2 separate regions of the Bombyx mori genome follow, and region 2 is linked to region 1. A link is a contact called in public Hi-C data. All regions are on one chromosome and are shown on one strand. Each heading gives the region's core, a stretch centred on a gene start, on an enhancer-like site or on the middle of the called end of the contact. The rest is flanking DNA. Distances are from core to core; before and after follow the strand shown. Region 1 holds the start of LOC101740758 (putative uncharacterized protein DDB_G0282133). Region 2 holds the start of LOC119628358 (ATP-dependent Clp protease proteolytic subunit).

What was found. Hi-C and Micro-C count contacts between places; a contact is called where the count stands out from the background.
Region 2: a Hi-C map of middle silk gland shows a contact between it and region 1, with 2.2 times the contacts expected there. The contact joins the promoter of LOC119628358 here to the promoter of LOC101740758 in region 1. A contact is called at or near these places in 3 of 7 Hi-C or Micro-C datasets (middle silk gland, posterior silk gland and whole pupa).

Annotation. Positions count from the first base shown.
Region 1 is chr25:10,125,456-10,131,594 of ASM3026992v2, forward strand. LOC101740758 (putative uncharacterized protein DDB_G0282133) reads right to left here and starts at 3,229. Exons shown (of 7, transcript XM_004921836.5): 1 at 2,702-3,229; 2 at 1-2,523. The coding sequence starts at 2,826. LOC101738513 (DNA transposase THAP9) reads left to right here and starts at 4,086. Exons shown (of 3, transcript XM_062676188.1): 1 at 4,086-4,246; 2 at 4,353-4,506; 3 at 4,624-5,826. The coding sequence starts at 4,170. The coding sequence ends at 5,634. It overlaps LOC101740619 (dihydrolipoyllysine-residue succinyltransferase component of 2-oxoglutarate dehydrogenase complex, mitochondrial), which reads right to left. Exons shown (of 10, transcript XM_012688929.4): 10 at 5,813-6,139.
Region 2 is chr25:10,896,368-10,902,506 of ASM3026992v2, forward strand. It overlaps LOC119628358 (ATP-dependent Clp protease proteolytic subunit), which reads left to right and starts at 2,857. Exons shown (of 1, transcript XM_038020330.2): 1 at 2,857-3,653. The coding sequence starts at 2,857. The coding sequence ends at 3,597. It overlaps LOC101737844, which reads left to right. Exons shown (of 3, transcript XM_004921729.5): 2 at 1-480; 3 at 869-1,737. The coding sequence ends at 1,329. It overlaps LOC101740349 (transmembrane protease serine 11D), which reads right to left. Exons shown (of 3, transcript XM_012689698.4): 2 at 5,801-5,943; 3 at 2,692-3,923. The coding sequence ends at 3,740. LOC119630550 (a long non-coding RNA gene) reads left to right here and starts at 5,489. Exons shown (of 2, transcript XR_009976720.1): 1 at 5,489-5,647.

The DNA of each region.
Region 1 (6,139 bases), core at 1,979-4,478:
ATTAACTTTTTAATACTATTTTCTTTATGACTTACACCGGTTTGTTTGTTTGGGCTATGTTTTCCTATTGGATTTCCATTTTTACTAGGAGCTATGGATGTATTTCTATGTGCTTGATGTAAATTTGATTTTTTGGGCTGATCCATAAACATGTCAATTGTTTTTAATTTCGTTTTAGTATCAATTCTGTTAGAACTTTGATTATTGCTACTAGTGCTAATATCTACAGGACTTGTATTATCATCTTTAGATATTATGGAATGACTATAGTTAGTATTATTATGTTTTTTCATTGGTGTTGTATGTCTATGTTTTTTTGTATATTCTTTCCTTTTGACATATTTATCTGAGTATCCCTTGTCTCCAGTTTCTAACCTTTTAGCATCTTTGGATGGATGTTTATTATTCTCATTCTTTGATAAGAACAAATTAAACAATGGTTTTGGAACATCTTCAGAATTCTCAACATTTTTTGAGGTGCCACTATTTACATTTTTATTTGTGTTTTTATTACTATTATGTTTGTTGGAATCGTAAAGTCCTGGATCACTTTTTTTACGTTTTTCTTTTCGATGATACGGTCTTTGGTCAATTGATCTTTTACGAGAACTTGTAGGTACAATCTCTTTGTTTGTAATTAAATCTTTTTCTGAAATTTTTTTTTCAACATATTTAGGTACTGGATTTATTTCTTCTTTTATCTCAGTGCTTGTAAAATGTTTTTTCATTGTTTCTGAATAAGATTGCATTGATGCATTCTGAACTGGGCTCTCTACCGAACATGTTAAATCATTTGTAATGATTTCACTTATTACATTTGGATCTTGCTCAAGAAAAGTGTTTTCTAGTTTTATACATAAATCTGAGTTATTTTTGATTTGTATCTCATTTTTTATCTGTTCAGAATGATTTGGAATATCATCTAATGAGGGTTTTTCAGTTTTAGGTGAAACAAACTCATTGGCTGACTTTGATGTTGAAGTGGACGGATTTATGCAGTCCTCACTTTCTAGAAAAGTGTGGTCAACTGGAACATGGTATTGCCTGTCTAATTCAGCAAAAGGATCTTCATCTTCAGAGCTCTGTTCTCTGTGTGTTTCAAACAAGGGCTTTATTTCAGGAATTACCTGTTGGTTGGTATTGTTTCTTTTATTTTCTGTACTTTTAAAACTCTCTGAGCTTCGTCTTCTATACAGATTATTAGGGTGACTTTGAATGGGATGTTTCATCTCATCCTGTTCATCAAATTTTGGTACCTCACCACCGTGGAAATCAGTATAATCATCAATTTCATCTTGATTTAAATATCTTTCTTGTGCATAATTATCGTTATATATATTTTCACTATGATAATCATAATCAACATGTTCTGCACTATAAGTGTTATCTTCAGTTTCTGCAATCTCATACACCTGTTGCACATTATTTAATTTCAAAATCTTACTAAGTTCAGCCAAAACAAGTGGTTTTATGTCTTCAAGTAAAACTGTATCTTGCGGATCTAAGATACACTGCATCTGCTTCATGAATGTGTCTTCATAAATAGTATTATTGTCGTTGTGAATAAAGTCATGACTGGAACTACTGAGAGATTTCTCGGCTAATGATCTCATGTGACGATTCAAGCTGTTCTGAGATTCTGTTATAAAACTGTTTATTGCATATTCAAATTTTGTTGATGAATTAGGGTTGTCCATCAATTTATGTATTTTGTCTTTGTCCATTTTGAATAACTGTTTCACAATATTGTTTTTCATTTTGTCACAGTTCGATTTTTCTATTTGTCTTTGTCTCTGCACTCTTCTCTTTACAGGCTGCTCTTGTTGAGGATTCTCATATGGAATTGATGATGTGTTGATTGTAGTCATTTGATTTTCATTTGGATCATCACAAGATGGACTTGGAGGCTCATTCCTGTTTAAAAGTCGCTTTCTAACAATATCTACAGTATCATCTATAGACCTGCTGAATGATATATCATTATTTGTGTTTTCTAAATCAGGAGTGGTACTGTAGTGATCAGAAGCAGGGGGTCTGTGTCCTGGATAGTTTGGTTGACTGTTTTTATTTTCGATATTTTCATTGTACTTTAAATGATGTTTTTGAGGGCTTTTATTTTGGTATGATTTGCAATCAAAATGAGGGTTTACCCAAGGACTGTGATTTAAAAGTCTTTCTTGAGCAAGTGAATTGTTAGCAACAATTCTGTGGTCGACATCACCCATGCTGTTTATATGGTATGCTTGTGATTTATTGTTATCATAACATTTAATATTTGAAATTTGAGTTTCAAGTGTTCTTGTTTGTTGGAGGTATGGAAGTATTTGCCTTTGGCCTCCTCCTCTATTTTGGTAATGACCTCTATGTCTAGAATTAAGGGAGCTATTGCGCTGAGGACTGTTATGGTTTCTGTAAGTGTGTCTCTCATAATGGTCAGTATAGTCATCATAATGCTGGTCTCCTCTATTAGGATAATTTCCAAAATGAGGCGGTCTGTGTAGTCTAGGCCCTGGATGTGGGAACCTAAAATTTATAAAATTATTTGATTACAAAAACAATTTTAAAACACTAACAGACATTACTAGGATCAATAAATTAAATTAAATAATGCTTTGAAACGAATATTTTCTCATTTTGTCCAATACATACTCAAGATACTTCTGATATCAAAATTATAATGAGCGCCGCAAATTTTTCTAACCTGTTAGGATTGTGAAGATTATACGGTCTGGGAGGCCTGAAGCGTGGGTTTCCTGGGTTTCTAGGCCTATGTTGTCTGGGATTTTCAGTCCGCCAACCGCCTGAACTTAAGTGACCTCGCCTCATATTGAAGGTGTTAAAACATATCTCAGGAAAACTGACACTCTTTTAATGATTTGCAGAAAGAATTTTTACTCAATACGATTTTTAAATGATCACACACTTTAATAACTTTAGTTTTTAATGAAATATTTAGCGCGGAATTAAACAAAATAATATTTATTTGACATTTCTGATCAATGTTGACATTTCAAAATAAACATGGCTGATTTTTCGTTCAGTACTTATGAAAAGAACGCGTTATTGCATTCATATAATTATAGCGACTGGATTTTGAAACAATAGGAAACAATAAGAACATATACAAGAAGCATTTCTCCAAGATGTCCTTCGAATCTCCACGTAGCAGATGTCAATGCATTCATCACATTTACCAAAATTAAACTTTCGTCTCTCTTGAACATTAATTTTCTCGGATGTAAATCTATGACAATAAAACGGAACAATATTGCCGGATAAAACATGGCTTACCCGTTTCTTACAAAAAAATATTTGAAGTATGTGGCAGGACTTTCGGCGCGTACTGCGGTGCCGTAAGTTTTGTGAAGTCGGTGTAGTGGAGCTCGATGGCGTTTAGTCGGTAGTCGGTTCAGCGGGGCTAGTGCCTCGCGCACCTATTTCAAGGCGTAGTCTCCTGTGAGAAATTAGGGGAGGTGGAGGACCTCAGTCCTTCTCTTCTCCTCCTCTTCCTTTCAGGAGACGCCGGAGTCAGATATAACCCGGTCCGTAACCCCTCTCGACCGGGTATCCGTAAATGGATTCCCCAGTGTTAAAAAAATTAAAAAGGGCAGATGTTAGCAAAGACACGCAGGCTGAGGCCGTGAGCTCGCCTAAGCGTTAAATAAAGTTATCAGTAATTTTACTTTATTTTAGCAAGACTATTTTTAAAGGTTTCTGTAATTATTTGACTTCTTTGCTAATAATCCCATGGACAAAGCTAAAAAAAATTAAGAAGAAAGCAGTCACGTCAAGCAGTTTTTGTCACTGAATTTTTGGCGGGAATTCGAGAAGCGAAGTTGTGTGAATTGTTTTACTTTATTAATAATTTAGTGTATGTTAGGGTTAAATGTGTAATAATTGGTGTTTTATTAACTGTTTAGTATCTGTGAAAATGAAATAAATCAATTCCAATTAACCAACCTAATTTCATTTTGCTTCATATCATCTTTCATAAAACAGAAAATACAAAAGGCTGTACGGGGCAATACCTTTGGCTTTCTAGTCGGAAAATGGAAACCACTACTTTACTGTCATCATATGTTATTGTCATGTCACCCGTTTAGTCAACAGTACAGACTAGTCTACACACAGAGTGTCACAGAGTACTATGAGTCTATAAACAAAAGAAAATGCCGTCTTGTGTTATAAAAAATTGCAGAAATAAATCATCATTACATACGAAACATGCTGGAGTGTCTTTTCACAAGTCAGTAATCACGTAAAGATTAACCTTAATTCTTAATTACTTGTAAAACTAAGTCAGGCGAAGTCAAATTTATTTTGTAAAACATTAATTTCAAATTATTTTACAGATTTCCGAGGGATCGTGTTATAAAGCACAAATGGACAACAATAATAAGAAAGAGTAGAAACGACGAAAAATGGGTCCCTTCAAAGTTTAGTACTGTATGCTCTGCACATTTTGAGGAAAAGGATTTGTACTTTACAGATAATGGCCTTCAAAGGGTAAGAAAAAATGTTGTACCTAAAAAGGTTTGTACCTATTACTAATTCGCTATTATTCTTAATTTGGTTAATCTTAATTAAGACACAAAAAAAAATTATATTTCACTTCTTTACCAGAACATAAGTCGCTCTCAGTTATCTGAAAGCATTCTCCAGTCCAGTCCAGATAGTCCGGGTAGTCAAGAATGTCCAAGCCAAGATTCTGAAAACTCAAGGTCATCAGATTCTACGGCCACATCTAAATTAGAACCTGCCATTCAAATACTGATACCAGAGCCCAGTGAACTAGCTGGTACTAGTGAAATGTCTGAATGCAATGAACTGCCTACTAGTCATGAAACAAGTGAGTGCAATAAGTTACAAAGTTCAAATGAATCAAATGAGTTACCTGATGAAAATTCAGTATCAGAATCTGAGATTGATTCTGTAATTGAGGGGTCTTATCGAGTGTGCTTAGAAAAAGAACTTCGTAAACATAAAAGAATTAAATTAGAGAATAATAGAAAAATTAAAACACTCAATCAAAAGGTTCGCCGACTCAAAAGAAAAAACAAATCATTGAAAACAATATTGAAAGGAATAAAAGACAAATATTTAATTGATCCTAAAATCGAAAAAGTGCCAACATTAAATGAAGTACCCCTGGAGTTATTTCGAAATATATATGTAAACCGTAAAAAGAAAATACATTATTCGCTTGCAATTAGAAAGTTCTGCCTAACATTGAATTCCTACTCTTCTAAAGCTTATGAATATGTACGTGAAGTATTAAATTCAAGTCTACCTCATCCCAAAACCTTACCAAAATGGAATGATATTATTATTAGTGAAACAGGTACCACACCATGTGCAAACAAAGAAAAACAAAAAGAACCAGATGATTTCTCTTCAGAAGATGATTATACCACAGAGATACCTGAGCACTACCTTCCGGAACATCAGTACACCACAATAAAACAAACTTCTTACTCTACAGTACAACACAACCTATATCCTCCTATACAGGAGAACTACCCTAATGATCAACAGGTCCAGTATACTACCGAGCAACAACACTATTCTTCAAAGCCTCATGAAGAATATCCTTCAAAACGGTATGATTATCCCACAGCACAACCAGTTCCATAGTTTCAGTTGAGACTTATTGTTATTGGGCATTTACATATTTGTTTTCTAGTGTCTTAAATTTTGTATTGTAAATAACTATTTATAATTAGGTTAGGTTTAGGTAATAAATGTTACGTTGTTTAAGTTTTTTATACTACTGAATTTTTTTGAAGAGTTTAAATAAAATAAAAAATATCCATTACACTCATCAAACATTTATTAAGTGTAATACCTATTTACAGTAATAAAAGCATTTCTATGAAGATGATTAAGTACACTTCCCCTACTGTGAAAAATTAATCAATAGTTTCCTATTTAGCTTAGCTTGATGCTGACAAGAATAATTATTTTGTGGTTATTTTTAAATGACTATCGACTTTTCACTACATACAAGTGGTTTTACTTTTGTAATCATCTTACGTTATTCAAATTCAAGAACGTAATATGTAACAAAACATTCGAAAAGAAGTGATACATTTACAAAGCTAAACGCGAAATCATGTATCTACTAAAGATAAGAGATTAG
Region 2 (6,139 bases), core at 1,607-4,106, 770 kb after region 1:
ATGAATGTTTGATCAAAGCCAGTCAAATTGTTGAAGACATTGCGTTTGATGATGAAGTAACCCCGCCAAAAGTAAATCCAGCAAAAAGGAAGTATGTTGATGTGAAAACTAATTATAATTCAATGGATACACTTTTAGGTAATGTAAAGCTAGGTTCACCAATAGTTAACAAAGTAAAGAAAAGTGAAATGCCATGCATTAACAATGACTCTTTTGATAATCTTGTTGAGAATTTGAATGACAGCGTATTCGAACAATTGACTCAAATGCCAGTTAAAATGGATGAAACTAACAAGACTGGTAGTAGTTGGAAAGTGAAAGAAGTTATAGTTCACAATGCAAGCCCCAAGTCATTGTCATTCATTCGACACAGCACTATGCCGGAATCACCATCACTGAATGTAAATAAACCTTCTACAAGTGGCATGGTCTTTGGCAGGTATAATACTATGCCAACTGAGAAGAATATCAGCAGTGGTGGTAAGTTTTCTTAAAACAAACATATAAATAATAACTAAAGGAATCATTTCTGTAAACAAACTAGTACAGATCCTACAAGTATGACAATATGATGCAACAAATAAAATTAATTTAACTTTAGGTTGCAGGTAAATAAAATATAATATTAATTTGAGGTATGCGCTAAGTACACTTTTTCCTTTATAATTAGCTCCATGTCAATACACAATCATTTGTATGTATTTTCTTCACCTTTTGCAAGTCACAGACAAAATGAAGACACACTTTTTCTACATTTCAGGCTCATGTTTTTCATTGTCTCTACCTTATTTCTAACATTTCCAATGCTTTATAGCATTCGTTGTTATGGACAGCTATCAGTAAATAAACAATGTAATATATGTTACAGAATCTGATTGTTCACCAATAAAATGTACCCAAGAAGAAATAGAACGGAAACATCGGTTAGCCAGAGAAAAATTACTTGCCAAAAGGTTACTGCCCTTCACATCTATGCAGACAAAACAGCAAAGTCAATCACAGAAGAATCTAAAAATAAATTCAAACAGTGAACCAAATTTCATTTATCAATCTGCTAAACTGTTGCCTAATACTAAGAATAATGTATGCCGAAGTCTGGAAACAAAACCAATAAAATCACAAGCTGTAAATAACTTACCCACAGAAAAACTTAATGAAAATGTTTTATTAAAACAAAATATTACAAAGTTTCAACCAAAGTTTCCTAGTAATAATGCAAATAAAGTTGATACTGTAACAAATAAATCCAATGATTTGAAAGAATTATTAGAAAGAAAAAGGCTGGAGGCATTAATGAAATTAAGAAAACGACAACAGCAAAATAAGTAGATAATTGTAGAGAAAATCTTTATTCTAAATTATCAATGACATTTAACACAAGGATATCACTCAAATACTTTACATTTACTTACTACTCAGGTATAACTACTACTTATGTACTGTTTATTAAGTTTATAAAATTGTAGTGTGGTGTATGTGAATGATGTTATATGATTTTGTTTCTACACAGGCGAGACTACTATTTTGAAATATGCAATTTATTTATGATCATCTTTCGATGGATTGTACCTTTAATGTGACTATAAATAAGAATGTCAATTTAAGAAATAACTGAAATATTTAAGTATGAAAGTATCCGGCAAATTGTTTTATACTTTCGTAAAAAAATGTGATAACTTTATCGATATAAGTACCTATGTAATTGTTTTTTAAATAATGGATATGATTATTTATATACCTATATGAGTTTTTATTGAAGTAAATTCACGTCTCATTTAGAGGGGTTTGCGGAAAACGCGGACAAAATCATAGATTTTTTATTTTTTCTGTAAACAAAAAACGTAAATGTCATGAATATGTTTTTAAAGAGAATGAAGGCGGTAGATAGCGGAATGCGGTGGTAAATTATAATCCCTACCGTGTTGACGAAACCCTCGCACTAAATGTTGGCTATAAGCCAATGTAGGTAAATTTTTACGCGGATTTTCTGGAATATTTTTATTGTAATTTTCGAAACTTAAAAAAAAAGCGTGGATATCGTGCCTTCGATTTTTATTGTAAAGAAGGCCGAAAATTGTGAGAAACGTGTTTCGTTTGTTCCATTTAACTCAAAACCTACTACTAGTGTGTGTAGTGTATTAAGTAAGCTTGTGATAATCACAATTTATTAACTGTTTTCTCAGGTTCGTCTGAGGCTAATGTAAGCCTTAGAAATTACTTCTATTTTACTGTGCGGTTATTTCACCTTTTACAAATTTTTACTCTTGAAGTTCAGTAATAGCATATGGGCATCGTTTTCATTTCCAGTCCTGCTAAGATCATTAAAAAACGGAAAATCTGTTTTCTAAGTATGAATTAAGTTTTTTTTAGTTTAAAACCTGCAACCATGTTTTTCTAATTGCTTAGTATCTGTGAAAGTGCACAAATATAGGAAAATGAAACAAAGCTGCTGGACGTAGCTTCTCGGTTTCTTTCAAAAGTCGCTGTAAATAACCACTGTTTTACTGAAACTACATATTTTGATCTCATGTATGATATCTCCCTTGGTTTAATTATTAAACAATCGTTTTTTATAAAATACAATATAAAGAAAATTAAGTTGTATGGTATGATATCTTCGCCTTTCCAGGTAGAAAAATGGAATGACTATTACTAATTGACATTGATTAAAAACGATCTTGCCAATTTTGTGACAAATGTCAAAATAAAAAATAGGAACAAAGTTTTTAAAAATATGTAAATGTAGATCAAAATTAAATTTATTAAGTGCCTATTAAACTAAAGCACTCCCCGCCAACTGGATATATATCTCACAGAATATTTTAAAAGTAAGACAATAAAACTTTGATATTTACAATGGCGTTGAGTTCCATAGGTCGAGTAGGCCGAAGATTGTGCGTTGGAATAACTAATGTCTACAATGTAACAAGGCAAATTAATACCAGTCTGCCAAAGTTACTGGGTATGATACCGATTGTAGTCGAACAAACTGGTAGAGGTGAGCGTGCATACGACATTTACTCGAGATTACTTCGCGAGAGAATCATATGTTTAATGGGGCCGATTAACGATGATATAAGTTCCTTGATCGTAGCACAATTACTATTCCTGCAGTCGGAGTCGAGTAAAAAGCCTGTCCATTTGTACATTAATTCTCCTGGTGGAGCTGTAACCGCTGGTCTCGGTATCTACGATACAATGCAGTACATCACTCCCCCAATAGCGACGTGGTGCGTCGGTCAGGCATGCAGCATGGCATCTTTGTTGCTGGCCGCTGGAGCCCCCGGAATGCGACACGCGCTACCTAACTCTCGGATCATGATACATCAGCCATCTGGAGGAGTACGAGGTCAAGCTACTGATATACAGATACAGGCGGAAGAGATTTTAAAACTGAAAGCACAAATAAATAATTTATATGTGAGACACACAGGCTTAGCGTTAGAGAAAGTGCAGTCGTCAATGGAGCGTGATTGTTTTATGTCCCCAATCGAAGCAAAGACCTTTGGTATAATAGACACTGTGTTAGAGCATCCTCCTTCACATGCTGTCGAACAGGAGTGTGCACCTAGTACTGCTACTAGTAGTAGTAATTGATATTTGCTAGTTGTTATGAATTATTTAATTTGAATAAAATAAAACAAATTTATAAAGTTTAGTATTTATTTTGTTACATAATTGTTTCACAATTAAGTAGCATTATTTTCAACAGTAACTTTCAGTTTTTATGTTTTTATTTTCATATTTTGGTGTCTTTACTGTACGTGCAGTACAATAATTTAAAATTTCTAAAGATCCAATCATAGTAATAGCTAACATTTGTATATATTGCAATGCTTGGATATTTATTGATATTCCATGATATTATCCCTATTTGATGAGTTTTTCCATTACAATTGACCAAAGCACTCCCAGAATCACCACTGAAATTAAAGTATAATGCTTTTAGAGCAATATTTATTTTACTAAAACAATGAAATAAGGTATATTGTACGTGCTTCCGAGTATAGATGAATATAAAGTATAATCTGTTCAGATTACAGAGTTGACCAAATTTATTAAGGTCTGATCAAGTATAGGTTAACAATGGACGTTGAAAATGAAAAAAGGTGGGGATCAGGAAATAGATGTGTTTAATTAAGCAGTCCATGGTAGTATTGTCTATGGATCTTAGTGATGATTCTCAGGAGGGATGTGAATTTGTCTAGCCACACTAAGATCGTTGACCTCGATAACCTTAATACTTTTAGAACGTTGCAGGGAACTGCGCGAGTCGAGGGAACGCGTTCCCGGCCCCGTCACGTCACAGCCGGAGTCCCGCAAGGCTCCGCCCTCTCCCCGTTACTATTTAGTTTGTATATCAATGATATACCCCGGTCTCCGGAGACCCATCTGGCGCTCTTCGCCGATGACACCGCCATCTACTACTCGTGTAGGAAGAAGGCGTTGCTTCATCGACGACTTCAGACCGCAGCTACCACCATGGGACAGTGGTTCCGGAAGTGGCGCATCGACATCAACCTCACGAAAAGCACAGCGGTGCTCTTCAAAAGGGGTCGCCCTCCGAACACCACGCTGAGCATCCCCCTCCCGACTAGGCGCGTCAACACCTCCGCCCCCGCCACTCGCCCAATCACGATGTTCGACCAGCCCATACCGTGGGCCCCGAAGGTCAAATATTTAGGCGTCACCCTCGACAGTAGGATGACATTCCGCCCCCACATTAAGACGGTACGCGACCGTGCCGCCTTCATTCTAGGACGTCTCTACCCGATGATATGTAGGCGAAGTAAAATGTCCCTTAGAAATAAGGTGACACTCTACAAAACTTGCATACGCCCCGTCATGACCTATGCAAGTGTAGTGTTCGCTCACGCGGCCCGCATACACTTAAAATCATTCCAAATCATTCAATCCCGTTTTTGCAGGATAGCCGTCGGAGCCCCGTGGTTCGTCAGGAACGTCGACCTCCATGACGACCTGGACTTAGAGTCCATCAGTAAGTATCTTCAGTCGGCGTCCATGCGCCACTTCGATAAAGCGGCACGACACGAGAACCCTCTCATCGTGGCCGCCGGTAACTACATTCCCGATCCTGCGGACAGAATGGAAAGCAGTCGACGTCGCCCAAAACACGTCATCTCGGATCCTCCCGATCCACTAACGGTGCTTTTAGGTACTTCAAGCACCGGTCACCGTTCTCGTCGAACCCGTCGCTTGCGACGAAGGGCTCGACGAGTAAATTAACTCTCAGATACAGCCCACTGAGTTTCTCGCCGGATCTTTTCAGTGGGTCGCGTTTCCGATCCGGTGGTAGATTCTGCGAAGCACGGCTCTTGCTAGGGTTCGTGTTAGCAACGTCACCAGGTTTGAGCCCCGTGAGCTCACCTACTAAAGTTAGGGTTACGCTGACATAGCCGCTAGGGCTATCAGCTTAGGTAGGAGAAAAAAAAAAAAAAAAAAAAAAGGATCTGCGCGGGAACAAAAAAGGGTCTTTTGCAGTGAATTCGTAAACCGATCCCAAATCGTTTTAAAATTTAAAATCCGGATAAACAATCTAATATTTGTATTACTAAGCTGATTCAATGTATTCACCAGTCATAAGTCACAGGTCATTCAAACATTTTAACAGCTTCATTTCACGTAGGTACATACCTATTTAATAACCTAATTTTTTTTTAGTTATTCGTTTTGAGACATTTCGAATGCAGTACCACTTTCCGTGACCAAGAAAACAGCAAGCTTTATTTATAAAAACAAGCTAACTGAAAATGTCTTTTGAATAGTGAAAATCATATACTAGGATGGTCGAGATGTTTTTTTGTTGAAGCTTCCCGCGCAGTACATTCCGTCGTATAATTTTCCAATCATTGAACACGCGATTTTAGGTAGTAATTTCTGTGTCCCCCACTTGAGCTGGTCCGCCAATACTTTGGTTCTTTCCTGTAAAATTAATGTTTTATGTAAAATTATTTTTTTAATGTTTAGTACGAAAATTATCCGCGTAGCTCAGCATCGTTTTTTAAAATAGGTTTTTTTCTATTGTTTTCAATTTGGCGGTTAGCTTCTACCGATGCCATTGTTGCCAGGGTCGACATTATAAAAAAAAGGTGTGTGTGCGATTCACACATGATAGAAG